2 separate regions of the Sus scrofa genome follow, and region 1 is linked to region 2. A link is a contact called in public Hi-C data. All regions are on one chromosome and are shown on one strand. Each heading gives the region's core, a stretch centred on a gene start, on an enhancer-like site or on the middle of the called end of the contact. The rest is flanking DNA. Distances are from core to core; before and after follow the strand shown.

Region 1 (6,552 bases), core at 1,550-4,049, 47 kb after region 2:
GTCCCTTGCAGATGAGACGCAAAGGGAGGAGTGTTCCTGTAGACAGAGAATGCTCTCAAGGTGGTGACTTTTGATTGTGCAGAGCACCCCCCAGGCCAGCACTCTAAGCCTCCAGGCCCACACCATCACTGCACCTGGGACAGGAGGTGCACTGAGGGGCCCAAGGGGAAACGAAGCTGTGCCTTCAGCTCTCATCTACCATCCCCTCCTCTTGTTGACCTCCCTCCACCCCCATCCCTCCCCCAGCTCACCAGGCACAACTGGCCACACTGTTGATGGGGGACCAGAGATGGGAACCGCAGGTAGACGATGCGACATTGATCTGGACTTAGCCGGGGAGATGTGACAGCCACAGACTCATCTGAGAGGAGCTCTGGACCAGACAGAAACGTGAGTACCATGCAGGCTGCCAAGGCCAGTGTGTCTCAGAGGAAAGCAGAGGTAGGTGCCACTTACCACACTTCCCCCCAGTGAGGTCTACATAGTACAGGGCTGACCTGGAACCACCAGAGAGACACTCAGCTTCATGGACAGTCTGAGCTGCAAAGCCCCCTGCCCTGCCCCTTCCATTGTCCTCACCTTCGATTGGTACAGAAGCGAATGCCCAGCCGGAAGGGCTCATGCCACCAGCCCACGAACACCACACCTGTGTCTCCAGGGGCCCAGAATGCCTGTAAACAAGACCGGGGGCAGGGGTAAACCAGGGGAGTAACTCAGGCAGGACCCTCAGACTCCAGGAATGACGTAGGCTGAGTCGCCACTGACCTGTCCAGGGGACACACTCTCAGGAACCCCCTCAAGCACAGAGATGTTGCCGCTCTCAATATCCAGCACGCAGAGCACAGGAGTACTTTTGGAAACCATGTTTTCTCCCCAATCTTCGTAAAACAAAAACTGATCCCCCTGAGAACACAAGACACTCAGGGCCTAGCCTGTCTCGCACGAGCCTGCCCTGTCCCCTACGAGACAGTGCCTCCCCAGTTCTGATAGGCACAGTGTAGGTGGAGAACATACTGGGCCCCAGGGCTGCCCTGAAGAACCTTCATGGACTGGCCATGACCATGAGCACCTTAATGGCCTGGTCTGGCTTCTTTGTCCTGGCCATCTCATCATCGCTGCCAGTGACGTCCAGGGCTTTGGTCTGAAAGAACGACTCAGCCTTGGGGCGCTTCTTCTCTGCCACATATAATAAGTGTGTCTCCGAGTGCGACCAGGACAAGCAGCCAAAGCAGTCTGGGTGCAAGAAAGGCAGATCAGGGGGAGCCCTGGGCTATGGCTGCCCCTCCTGTCTACCCTGCCTGCTCACCAGCCAGCTGCCTCACCGTCCTCATAAACCGGCCCATGTTTCTCCAGCGCTGACAGGTTGAAGCTCTTGAGCTTCCGGTTCTTCTCCCAGACCTGAGGACAGCTGGGAGTCAGGTTGTCTGTCCTCCAGCAGAGCTTTATCTGTGGATCTGAGCCCCCAGCTGCCTACCACCCGGTCCCACACAGACTTACCTCCAAAAACTGCTTCTCCTCCGCAGTGCCCGTGCCTCCAGCCTTGCGCAGCACGGCTTTCATGGTGCCTGAAGGAGACTCTCTGCTCAGCAGCCTGAGGAGGACACAGGATAACGCATCAGGACTACCTCCCACCCAGTGATAGCCCATCCTATCCCCTTACTGGCTGTAACCTCTTAGACAAGATTCTTGAGGCTGTGGCCCACATGCGTCCCTGCAGCCCTTCTAGTCCTACCATGGCAGATGCCTTGCCTCCCCTCCCTGGAGCAGGGGCTCCGGTCCTGGCCCGTCAGAAGCAAGTCTCCAGTGCTTATGACCATGTCTCTAGAGCTCCTAGTGGCAAAAAACAAGCTCCTGGCTTCCTTTCTGGGCCCTCCCCACACCAAGGCACACGGTGGGTATTCATAAAAGGCTTGCAGATGGCTGTGGCCTTGCCCACAAGCTTCCTTCCTCAAACTTACTCCCCCCGGGTCTCCACACTGTTGCCTGCAGGCCCTGCAAACACCACTGAGTCCCCATCATGGAACACCAGGTACTGGCGGCAGAATCGGATGTTCTCCATGCGTTCCAGGTCCCTCTGGGTCCACTCTGCGAGGAGAGGCATGAGACTGCTCAATTTGGCCAGTCCCAGCACAGGCTCCCCTACCCCGCCCAGAGGAAGGTCCAGCCCACCTCCCCAATCTGACTCCAGATATTCTGGGGGCAGGATGGGCAACACTTGGCTACAACTCAAGTTTAGGTCACCGGAGCCTGAGCTGACATCTTGGAGAGAAACCACTACCGCTCCTGGCATCCGCCCTAGGACCTTGAGGGGGGGTACAGTATGGGATGATGGGGGTGGGTGACCCCTACAAGACCCACACTCTGCACTCATGGGCAACATTCCAGAACACCCCCTATACACCTGTGTGCACGGCTGGGGGATGCACCCTTCCACACCCACACCCTCCAAGCCCGGTCTTCCACAAACTCGTGAGCACTGTCAGGCAGCGAGCCCTGCACATCCCCCTCCTCTCCACCCGAGTGCACGGCCCCGGAATAGGCCCGCCACCGATTCCCCGCCATACACACACCAGTGTGCACAGTCCGGTAGCGACCCCCGTACTGCGTGGTGACCTCTGGGCCCAGGCAGGCGGCGCTCAGCGCGGGCTGGCGGCTAAGGCCCCGGTACAGCGCCGCCGCCTCTTCGGGCTCGCTCAGCAGCACCTGCGCAGGGGACACAGCAGGGTCAGGCACAGCCCGGGTTGCAAAGACCACAGGAACCGCGGGCCGATCCCTCACCTGCCGCTCCATGGTTGCTCTGGGGCGCCGGGGCTAGGCAGTCAGTGCTGGCGCCCGGAAGTGAGCTCAGGGGGCGGAGCCCGCAGCGGCCCAGCCCTGCCACCCGGACCTTGCCTTGAGAGGGGCGGAACCTTCTACGAATGGGCCGGAACCGTTACCCGAGGGGCGGGGCCTAGATGGTAAGGAGGTGGGGCCTGTGGGGCAGAAGTGGGAACCGCGGCTGCAGGAGTCCTGGATGGGAGGGGCGGGAACCTTGGGGAAAGGAGCGGTCCTTTCCCGGCAGGCCAGGCTGGTGAGAGGCGGGCTGTGTGGGCCAAGCCCCGGCCAGTTACTTGGTGAGGAGAGGGGATGGTGCTGTGGAAACGGAATAAAGGCGCATATCTTTGGGGAGGGGCGAGGTCTGTGAGGAAAGACAGGGCCCAAGGGAGGTGGGGGGTGAGGCCTGACGGGGGTGAGCCCTAAGCATTCGGGGGGCGGGGACTGAGAGGGCGGCGGAGGACCGAAGGCTCTGCAGAGAGGCGGTGCGGCCGGGCGGGGCTGAGCCTAGCCCGGGTGAAGTCCAGAAAAGGAGAGGTGAGGAATGGGGCCTGAGCTGAAGCCAGATCGAAGCTATCTCCAGCAGGGATCTCCCGCAGCCAGGAACTGACTGTTGGGTCCTCCTGGTCCATTAGAAGGCAGACATTCACCAGGAGGTGCCAGGCCCTGCTCTGGAGGGGCTCCCAGGCCAATGAGAAAGGACAGAGGTGCGCTCCTGACATAGCTCGCAGAGTTCTAGGGTGTTGGGCAACGAAAGGCGGGTGCCAAATTCGCAGGGTGTTGCCTGGTTTTATCAGCCACCGCGCCTACCTCTTAAGCTATCTGCTCCTGCAGCCCTCACCCACCCGCTCAGTGGCACTTTGCTGGGGATCATGAACTGGTGGGCCTCTGTCTGCCTTCCCAGGCCTCAGGCCAAGCTCTTGAGTGCAAAGGGCCTGGTGGGGTCAGGCTCCACCCAGAACCAGAGCACTTCCTGTGGAAAGAAAAACCTGGACAGGCAGGTTCCCTCAGGACAGCAGTACTGGGCTGGGCTTATGATGGCTCAAGAGGGCAGGAGAGGCTGGCCAGCTGTCAGGCCAGCAGCGATGTCCCCTCTTCCATATACCTTGCACCTGGATGGTCTTCCACACCTCAGGGGCCTGGCTCCCTGCGCCCTGCTTTGCTTTTGACTGAGATTGGCCTGCAGCTTCCCCTTCCCCATCAACCACGTCGGGCTAGTTAAGTAAAAACAGTTTCCACTTTCTGGGGCCACCTGCATTTGTGAGCATCCAGTGTGTGCAGGACTGTTAAGGCCAGAACTGGGAGCAGATAGAGTTGCCCCAGCCACCAACCTGGGTGGAAAGTTGGAAATTAGGATGTTCATTACAGTTGTTGTTTATAACAGGAAAACTGGGAACACGGTGCCTGTCCTTGAGAACATGTGCAGTAGACTGGCTGTAAATTCACGGTGCAGCCCTCTGGAGCCCAGGCACTGGAGGATGAACATTTAAATATCTGGAATGAATGGTTAGAGATAAACAAAAGATGTTGTACTACTTTTCCTCTTTTTTGGGGGGGGTCTTTTTAGGGTTGCACCCACAGCATATGAAGGTTCCTAGGCTAGGGGTCCAACTGGAGCTACAGCTGCTGGCCTGCGACACAGGCATAGCAATGCCAGATCTGAGCTGCGTCCGCAATCTACACCACAGCTCACGGCAAAGCCAGGTCCTTAACCCACTGAGCGAGGCCAGTTATCAAACCCACGTCCTCATGGATACTAGTTGGGTTTGTCAACCGCTGAGCCACAAAGGGAAGCCCAACTTTCCGACTTTTGTTTAAAACAAGAGAAACACAAACAGGAAGGAAGGATAAACATCAAGATACTAACCTGGAGGAAGGCCAGAGATGAGGCTTCTTTTCATTTATCTGTGTTTTTAAAAATTTCAAGCAACTCTGGGTAACTTTGGTGAGGACCCATTTCTGTTCTGTGGAAGGACTAAGATTAGCAGCCATCAAGAGTTTGGGGACTGGAGTGGATACAAGGCAGTGCCTCAAGGTGTAGGGCTTGTTGGCAGCACCAGAGGGCAGCACATGCTCATTTGCCTCCTGGGAACCAGGCCTGGGAAAGCTGCTTGTGCAGCCTAGACACACGCAAGCTGTGCAGGCACCTTCCCGCGACAGTCTGCTCAGTAAGCTAACTGCTCCCTCCAGGCCCAAACATTAAACTTGCCCTGGGGCGCCTTTGTGGAGGGGCCCATTGTTTTTGGACAGATTGGTGTGAACTCAGCCCTAGCCTTGCCAGCCCGTCTGCATCTTCGCCTTTTTACTCTTTTCCCTTTAACTGTGAACAGACAGGCTCTGTTCCTCTGGCTACACCCTCCTGTTTCAGAAACCATCCCAGAGACAGTATGTAGGTTGTTTATATCAAGTCCTTTTATTCTGATACCACAGAATTACCTTGTCACAATACAGGGGGAGGGACACTGAAGTACCACGAGTTCTCACAGAGCACAGGAGGACGGCACACAATTCACAAGGTCATGTGGAGGACTTGGGTCATTGCACTTACAACTGTAAACTTGTTTGTTTGACTTTGTACAGCACTCTTCCCCCCTCAAATAAAGAAGGAGGGAAGGAAAGAAAGGGAGAGAGGAAAGAAGGGAGGCAGGGAAGGAGTGAGGGGAAAGCAAAAACAAGACATGGAAGCTAGCAGAGGAAAGGCGTTGGGCGGCCACCACTCTCCAGGGCACTGCACTTAGAGAGAAGGAGCTGATTTGATCCCAGAGGCTGAATGAGGCAGACACGCTCATACATACACACTCACACACTTGTTCACATGCATACACACAAAATTATCTCACAACTTCCATGGCTCTCCAGTTCACCCCAGTGCACATTGGCAGCAGAGCTGCTGGTACCCAGGGAGACAGAAATGTTATCTCTGAGGCCTTTCAGTTGATCAAGGCTGTCCCTCTGACCCTGTTGGAGTATACGATGATAAGTATTTACAGAATGGGGGAAGGGGTATGAGGCCAAGGGGCCAACAGGCCAGGACCATGCTGCCATGGCAAAGGATCTGCCTTGGGAAACTCCCCACAGGCTACAGAAGACAGGTCATAGTTGCTGCCACTGCTGCCCTCTTTATCATTGGCCCTGAGACCACACTCTCTTCCTAAGGACTAAGTGGATGGTGGGAAGCAGGGATGTCACTATAAATGCACTGGGCCCCAAAGAAGACAGAAGAGGTAGTGCCCTTGCTCATGACACTGGAGGAGGGGGGCTGTAGAGAAGGCCTCGACTGTATCCTAGAAGCCCCCTTGCCCATGTGGAGATGTGTTCGGTGCTCCCCAGTGCCCAAGGCACCACTGCTGGTCTCTCAGCCTCTGGCCCCCAGAGCCATAGCTGTAACTACACAAGGGCCAGGACACCTGTGGCCCAGAGGCCTGCTCCAGCCACCTTCACAAGGGGTGATGGGTACAGATGTGTTCTGTGGGTATGTTAGGAGGTGGGGAGTGGCAGATGTCAGAAATTTCAAGAGAACTTGGCCAGAAAGGAGATTAGCTGAAAAGCCAACTTTTGAGAGCCTGAAACTAGGCTTGATGGAGGCTGACCTGCTGTCATCTTCCTGCCTGTTCCCTGCTCCTGGTCCCATTCCTTGGCCTTCTGTAGGAAGGATCACTGCCTTAGTTGCTCATGTATCCAGCCACCAGGCATAATCCCCACAAAGATCTGGCCCAGGTGGTCAGAGGTGTTGGATGG
Region 2 (6,562 bases), core at 3,949-6,448:
ACATGTGGCCCTAAAAAGCAAAACAAAAAAGAATGAAATATTGTCACATGCTACCATATGGATGAACCTTGAAAACAATTTACTAAGTAAAAACAGCCAGACATAAAAGGCAAATATTATATGATTCCACTTATATGAAGTACCTAGAATAGGCAAACTGGTAGAGACAGAAGGTAGAATAGTGTTTACCAGAGGATTGGAGGCAGGAGAGGAATAGGAGTTGTCATTGATAAATTGGGAGTTCCTGTCATGGCTCAGTGGAAATAAATCTGACTAGTATCCTTGAGGATGCAGGTTCGATCCCTGGCCTCACTCAGTGGGCTAAGGATCTGGTGTTGCCGTGAGCTGTAGTGTAGGTCGCAGACACAGCTTGGATCCTGCATTGCTGTGGCTCTGTATAGGCTAGGACCCCTAGCTTGGGAACCTCCATATGCTGTGGGTGCAGCCCTAAAAAAATAGTAATAATTTTTTTAAAGAAATAATAAGCTAGTGGCATGAAATTCGTATTTGAGAGTTTGTGAGGGTGAGTAGAGAGAGATTACATTAGAAGAGAATGGCCCTTTTTATAGGCAAACCTGATTGTGCTTTCCTGGCTGGGGCTGATGGTGAGTATGGTTATTATTCCCCTTGACTGCGGCCCAGAGTTCCTCCTGCTTGAGAATGTGGTGCACCACTTCAAGTGCCCCTGTGTGCTGGACCTGAAGATGGGCACCCGGCAGCACGGTGATGATGCATCAGCTGAGAAGGCGGCCAGGCAGATGCGGAAGTGTGAGCAGAGTACGTCAGCGACGCTGGGTGTCAGGGTCTGTGGCATGCAGGTGAGTTACCTTGGTGAAAGCCTAGGTGCTGCTGCTTGTGTGTTTTGGGTTGCATGTGTACCTGCCCTCTCTCCATGCCAGGTGTCCTCCTAGCCCACAATGGTCTAGAATTTCCTTAGAGAGGGTGAGTCCCCCACCCATAGGGTGCTGAGTGCATTTTTATAGCTATGTTCCCTGAGCCCTCTTGTTCTTATTTGGGGACCTTGAGCTGGGCTCCAGTGCAGAACCACTGTGAGAGCCTGTTAACTTGATACTGGGGCAAGTTAGACTCTTGTCTGTCAGCAAGATGTTCCTAGTTTTGAGTCCAGCTGGTCCCCCAGGGCAGCTTGGAGGAGGGTTCCAAATGTGATGATAGAAAACCTGTAGGCTTGGTCTCTGCATTCTCCTGCTTTTACCATAGGAAAACTTAGGGTGAACTTGGTCTCCCCACTCCAGTTGTTTAAGATTCAACTGGAAAGCTCGGCTTGGTCAGTACTTTCCAGACAGTATTTTCCCAGGACATTATGAGGTCATCAGACCTTCCAGGTACTCACCCGCCTGTCTCCTGGGGTTTCAGGTGTACCAGCTGGACACAGGGCATTACCTCTGCAGGAACAAGTACTATGGCCGAGGGCTCTCCATTGAAGGCTTCCGCAGTGCCCTCTATCAGTACCTGCACAATGGCCTGGACCTGCGGCGTGACCTTTTTGAGCCCATCCTGAGCAAACTTCGGGGCCTGAAAGCTGTGCTGGAGCGGCAGGCCTCCTACCGGTTCTACTCCAGTTCCCTGCTTGTCATCTACGATGGCAAGGAGTGCCGGTCTGAGTCCTACCTGGACCGCCGGTCCGAGATGCGTCTCAAACACCTGGACACAGGGCTCCCTGAGGTGGCATCACCCTGTGGCTCTAGCACCAGTCCCAGCAGCACCAGCCCGGAGGCAGGCCCCTCCTCTCCACCCAAGGTGGATGTCCGCATGATCGACTTTGCACACAGCACATTCAAGGGCTTCCGGGATGACCCCACTGTGCACGATGGGCCTGACCGAGGCTATGTGTTTGGCCTGGAGAACCTCATCAGCATCATGGAACAGATGCGGGACGAGAACCAGTAGGCCCAGCTCTGGGCTCCCCAAAACCCCTTCCACTCCACCCGCAGGCAGGGACCATTGCTCTGAACTTGCCATGAGGACACACAGACTTGCTTTTAAAGGGTTATATTTCTCTTTGGTGTAAACTAAAAGAAATGTTTTTAGCTGTAGCCTGGAAATTCCATATATATAAAGTGAAGGAGAGCAGAACACATCCTCTCAGCCAGGCTTCTTAGCTCTGTGGCTCTGACTGCTGTGTCCATGCTGACTGAGGAAGGAGGAGGTGCCCCTGGTGGGCCTGGCAGCAGGGCCAGGTTGTCCTTGGACACTGGTTTCTCTTGCCTAGGTTTTTGGGGTCTGTGACTGCAGGGTCCTGCTGGTTGTGGGGTGAAGCCCTGAATTGGCGCAGGGCCCCTCTATGCTCACTCATCCCTTGTTCCTCAGAATTAGAAGGTTGGGTGCCCATCTTTTGGGGAACTTTGTATCTTGTGTTGCATCACCTGGCTCTTTAGCAGATGCCCCCAGGGCACCACAGGGCCAACAGCACACAGCTGGACACATCCTTTTTGGTTCTGACCGTGGTATGAGGCTAGATTTATGAAGTTGTGCTGAAGCCAGCTATGGCCGAGGGCAGGTCTTGGGCTCCCCGGGCAGTGTATGGCACTTGAACCTGCTCCTCCTCATGCCTGCACAGCCCAGTCAGCCTTTCTCACCAAGAGATCCCTTGCCTAAGGAGGCCATCCCCTCTTTCCCGCTGGAGGGGGCCCTGCTCTATTTACTGAGGAGAGTCAGTGTTCCAGCAGGCCTCTGTCTCTGGTGGCTCTGGCCCAGACAGTATTTGCAGTTCTTGTGCTATGGATAGGAGTCTTCTTCCTCTAGCTCGGGCAGCTGTGCTGCCTTGGATGGGCTGCTCCTCCCAGGGTTCAAAGGCTGCTGGGTCTCCTCAGGGTCTCACCTCTCCCAGGCCAAGCTCAAGGCAGCAGCCCATTGTGAGGAGCTCCAGGCTTGTGAGGGAGAACTTTAAGCTTGTTTGCTTATAGGGACATGGTGTGGGCACTGGATGCAAGTGTCCAGATTCTGCTAATGAGAATTTTGTCTTATCAGTACTGGGGTCCATCAGTCTGTCCATTTGTCCATCTGTCAGCCCCTGTCTCTTGGGATCTTTCCCTGGGGGTATAGCCTTGTTCATTAGTAAATATTGATTTCCTTCACACTTCCCCTCAGCAAGATATTCTCATTACCATTTCTGAGGTGAGCTTTTGCCCCTGTGCCCTTCCTCAGCAGGTGCTACCTTTTTATAAAAAACTGGTAGCAGAATGAATTGGAGGAGGTATTTCCCTGCTGGCCCAGTACCCTCTCTGTGAGCATTGAGTGTGGTCCCCTCAGCACTCAACAGTGACAGTGGCACAGTGAAGGCCCAAGGGGTGACCCCTTCCTTTCCCACGGTTTTAGTAATTTTTGCTGCCAGCCCTGAATGGCACAGAGGCTTGCTACCTCTAAAACATGCGGTCAGGAGGTGGCACTGCTTGCACTTAGCCATTGCCAAGGTTAGTGCCCTAACCTCCAAGCCTAGGGCCACTGTCATTGTCACTTGTGGCATGTCCCTATTTGGGCATTAGAGGTAAGCCTGCCAGCCTGTGTCTGTAAGAAGCTTTGGTAAGTAATGGACTAATTTCATGGTCCATAGATATGCAGCCTCACTCATCTTAAATGGGCTCCTAGATGGGATCCCATCTCTCTCGGCCTTCTGATTCTGGTGCCATTGGTGGGCAGGTTCCCATTTCTTGGGGCTAGGAGGGGGCAGCTTGCCTGTTTCTGATTAGTAATGACCGTCTTTTCTCTTGTACTATTTTGTGGCTTCAGCCATAGGGGCAGTAGCTCTTCATTAGTGTGGATAGTCATTTCTTGGCAGGGCAGAGGCCAAGACAAAGGTTTGGGGGCCAGCTGGGACCCCCTTGTTGGAACCTCTCCAGCCTGGGGATGTGCTGTACCTCCTGAGTTCCTATATTTTGGGAGCAGATGCTGCCCCCATTCTGCTCTTCATCACGAGAGGCTGTACCCACTTATAGTCAGCGTTTTCCTGGCATTGAGAAGAGCAGGGCTGGGATCTGCTGCTTCTCCCGCAGGGCAGGGTCCCTCCTTCTTTCAGCACTTTTAAACACTTGGGAGACCCAGCCTTGTTATCTGTTGAGTGGTGGGCATGCGCATCTGCACATGCTGTTTGCCACTATTTTGCCCTGCTCCATGCCAGAGAGCCCTGTCCCTGCCAGGCCCTGTTTCCCCAGCCCCAACTTGGGACCAAAGTGCAAGACGGGATCACTGGTTGGGGCGCTCAAGCGACCCCTCTGTGTAGTGCTTCCCTGGGCCAAGTCGACACCAGCCCCCTAGCGGGGTGGGATGGGCGGTGCTTAAAAGAAAGGGGACCAGTGTAGCAACATGCTGGGGACCCCACCCCTCTCATGTCCGGTCCTGTGCAGTGGGCGTGGGGTTTCTCCTAAGGGGCCAAAGGCCTGAGCTAGTTATGTAGCTGCTGCTCACTTGCTCACGGCTGGCCATGTGCACACTCCTAGATGCAGAATGCTTTGAACTTTAGAGCTGTTCAATTTGGTCTTTGTGCAGATTTAATGTTTTAGTGGAAAAAATTTGGGAGAATCCTGGGAAGGTCCTGGTTCCTTTGCTTCTCCGGGAACTGTAAGGCCTGGCCTCGAGGACCACTCTCTGCTCCACTTTGCTGGAAGCTGCCTAAGCCTGTCCACGCTGCCCGAGCCCTGCACCCGGATACTACACTTGGCTCCGGCCGTGTCCGGGCGCGGTTGCTTTTTCTTGGGACCTTGAGCGCGGGAGAGGGGGTGCTCGAGCCTTGGGCCGAACCTGCCCCTTTCCGTACACCTAGCGCTGCCCGCCCCGCTTGTGTCTGAGGTCGTGTATGTCAAAATAAAGCCGCTAGAAACTGAGGCGTGTCCGTGTCTTTGAAAAAAAAACAAACCCAGAAACTCGGGGTGGACTGGCCTAGCCCAGCCCGGCCTCCTCGCGCCCTCGGCCCCGCCCCAGTTCCTCCGGCAGGGCGGGGCCGGAAGCGGCTGGGGTGCGGCTGACCTGGGCCCGAGAGGACGGAAGCCTCGCCTGCGGCGCGAGCTCCGCCTTTGGATCCGCCAATGGCAAGCCGACCCGCGGATCCGGTCCCGGTCGCCATGGCAGCCAGGCGCGCTCCGCTCTCATTGGCTGAGTCTGCCGGAATACCGCGTCGCGGCGACCCGACGCCGATGGCCGTGCCACGTATGCCGCAGCTGATTGGCCCGCCCGGGCTCCCGTCATACACTGGCGGACGCCAGCCAGAGTTGGCAGCTCGCTGCTCTCGCTTCGGCGTCGCGTACTAGCTTGCCGCTGACTTGGACTTAGCGTCGACGCGGACTGGGCGGACAAGGCAGAACAAGAGTTGGTCAGTCTGGAGCGTGAAGGGAGCGGGAGGGTGTCATAGGGGTCGGCTGGGCGGGCCGCGGACACCTCGGAGCCCGGGACTCACTCTGGCCTCCAGCAGGCGCAATGAAGGCACTGATCCTGGTGGGTGGCTACGGGACGCGCCTGCGGCCGCTGACGCTAAGCATACCGAAGCCGCTGGTGGATTTCTGCAATAAGCCCATTTTGCTGCATCAAGTGGAGGCGCTGGCCTCGGTAAGGCCCAGGGACGGGGTCTTGGTGGGATTTGGCAGGGTGAGGGACGGCCAGCGACAGGAGGGCAGGGATCCCTGTGCCTTCGGCTGAGCCCGCCTGAAGGCCGGCACTGTTCATTCCCACAGGCAGGCGTGGATCACGTGATTCTGGCCGTGAGCTATATGTCTCAGATGTTGGAGAAGGAAATGAAAGCACAGGAGCAAAGGGTGAGGCACGGATTCTTGGCTTTTTCCCTTGGTCCCCGCTCAGCTTCCCACCCTAGTAGGAGAAACCTAACGGGGCCTTCTTCCTTCCAGCTAGGAATCCGAATCTCCATGTCCCATGAAGAGGAGCCTTTGGGAACAGGTCAGTAGAGACAAGAAGGTTCCTTGGGGAGGGTTTAGGGCCAGGAGAGGGGCAAGACTCTGTCTGCATGGGGCTTGCTGAGCCTGGGTCCAGAGGCTCAGACCTGGAAGATGATGGTGACCTCTTGCTCTTCCCCAGCTGGACCCCTGGCACTGGCCCGTGACCTGCTCTCTGAGACTGCGGAGCCTTTTTTTGTTCTGAACAGTGATGTGATCTGCGATTTTCCCTTCCAAGCCATGGTGCAGTTCCACCGCCACCATGGCCAAGAGGGCTCCATTCTGGTAAGGAAACAGGTCTTTCTTCTCCGATAACCCACCCCACCCCAGCCTCTCTCACCTCCCAGCTTTGAATTGCCCCAATGTTTTGGGTGCAGAACCATGCAGTATGTGCCTTTATGCATCTGGGGGCACAATCCCAGATATAAGACACCATGTACCTCAAGACTCAGGAGCCCTGGACTAGGTCTGAGGTCCCCCTGCACTCAGGTGACCAAAGTGGAGGAGCCCTCTAAGTATGGTGTGGTGGTGTGTGAGGCTGATACAGGCCGTATTCACCGGTTCGTGGAGAAGCCACAGGTGTTTGTGTCCAACAAGATCAATGCAGGCATGTACATCCTGAGCCCTGCAGTGCTGCAGCGCATCCAGGTGTGTAGAAGCCTGCT

The links. A called contact is a pair of places that touch in the nucleus more often than the background predicts.
Region 1: a Hi-C map of liver shows a contact between it and region 2, with 4 times the contacts expected there. The contact joins the promoter of APEH here to the promoter of GMPPB in region 2. A contact is called at or near these places in 5 of 47 Hi-C or Micro-C datasets (epiblast stem cells, heart right ventricle, liver and 2 more) and 1 of 2 datasets of contacts at active chromatin or transcription factors (alveolar macrophages).

What each region holds. Positions count from the first base shown.
Region 1 is chr13:32,202,114-32,208,665 of Sscrofa11.1, reverse strand. APEH (acylaminoacyl-peptide hydrolase) reads right to left here and starts at 2,799. Exons shown (of 22, transcript NM_213923.1): 1 at 2,779-2,799; 2 at 2,571-2,703; 3 at 1,959-2,085; 4 at 1,498-1,591; 5 at 1,323-1,398; 6 at 1,070-1,233; 7 at 766-903; 8 at 580-671; 9 at 457-497; 10 at 252-373. The coding sequence starts at 2,790. BSN (protein bassoon) reads right to left here. Exons shown (of 12, transcript XM_021068762.1): 12 at 5,205-6,552.
Region 2 is chr13:32,251,791-32,258,352 of Sscrofa11.1, reverse strand. It overlaps GMPPB (GDP-mannose pyrophosphorylase B), which reads left to right and starts at 5,198. Exons shown (of 10, transcript NM_001244541.1): 1 at 5,198-5,323; 2 at 5,420-5,556; 3 at 5,682-5,762; 4 at 5,853-5,901; 5 at 6,040-6,182; 6 at 6,387-6,545. The coding sequence starts at 5,428. It overlaps IP6K1 (inositol hexakisphosphate kinase 1), which reads left to right. Exons shown (of 5, transcript XM_021068778.1): 4 at 643-818; 5 at 1,375-4,838. The coding sequence ends at 1,908.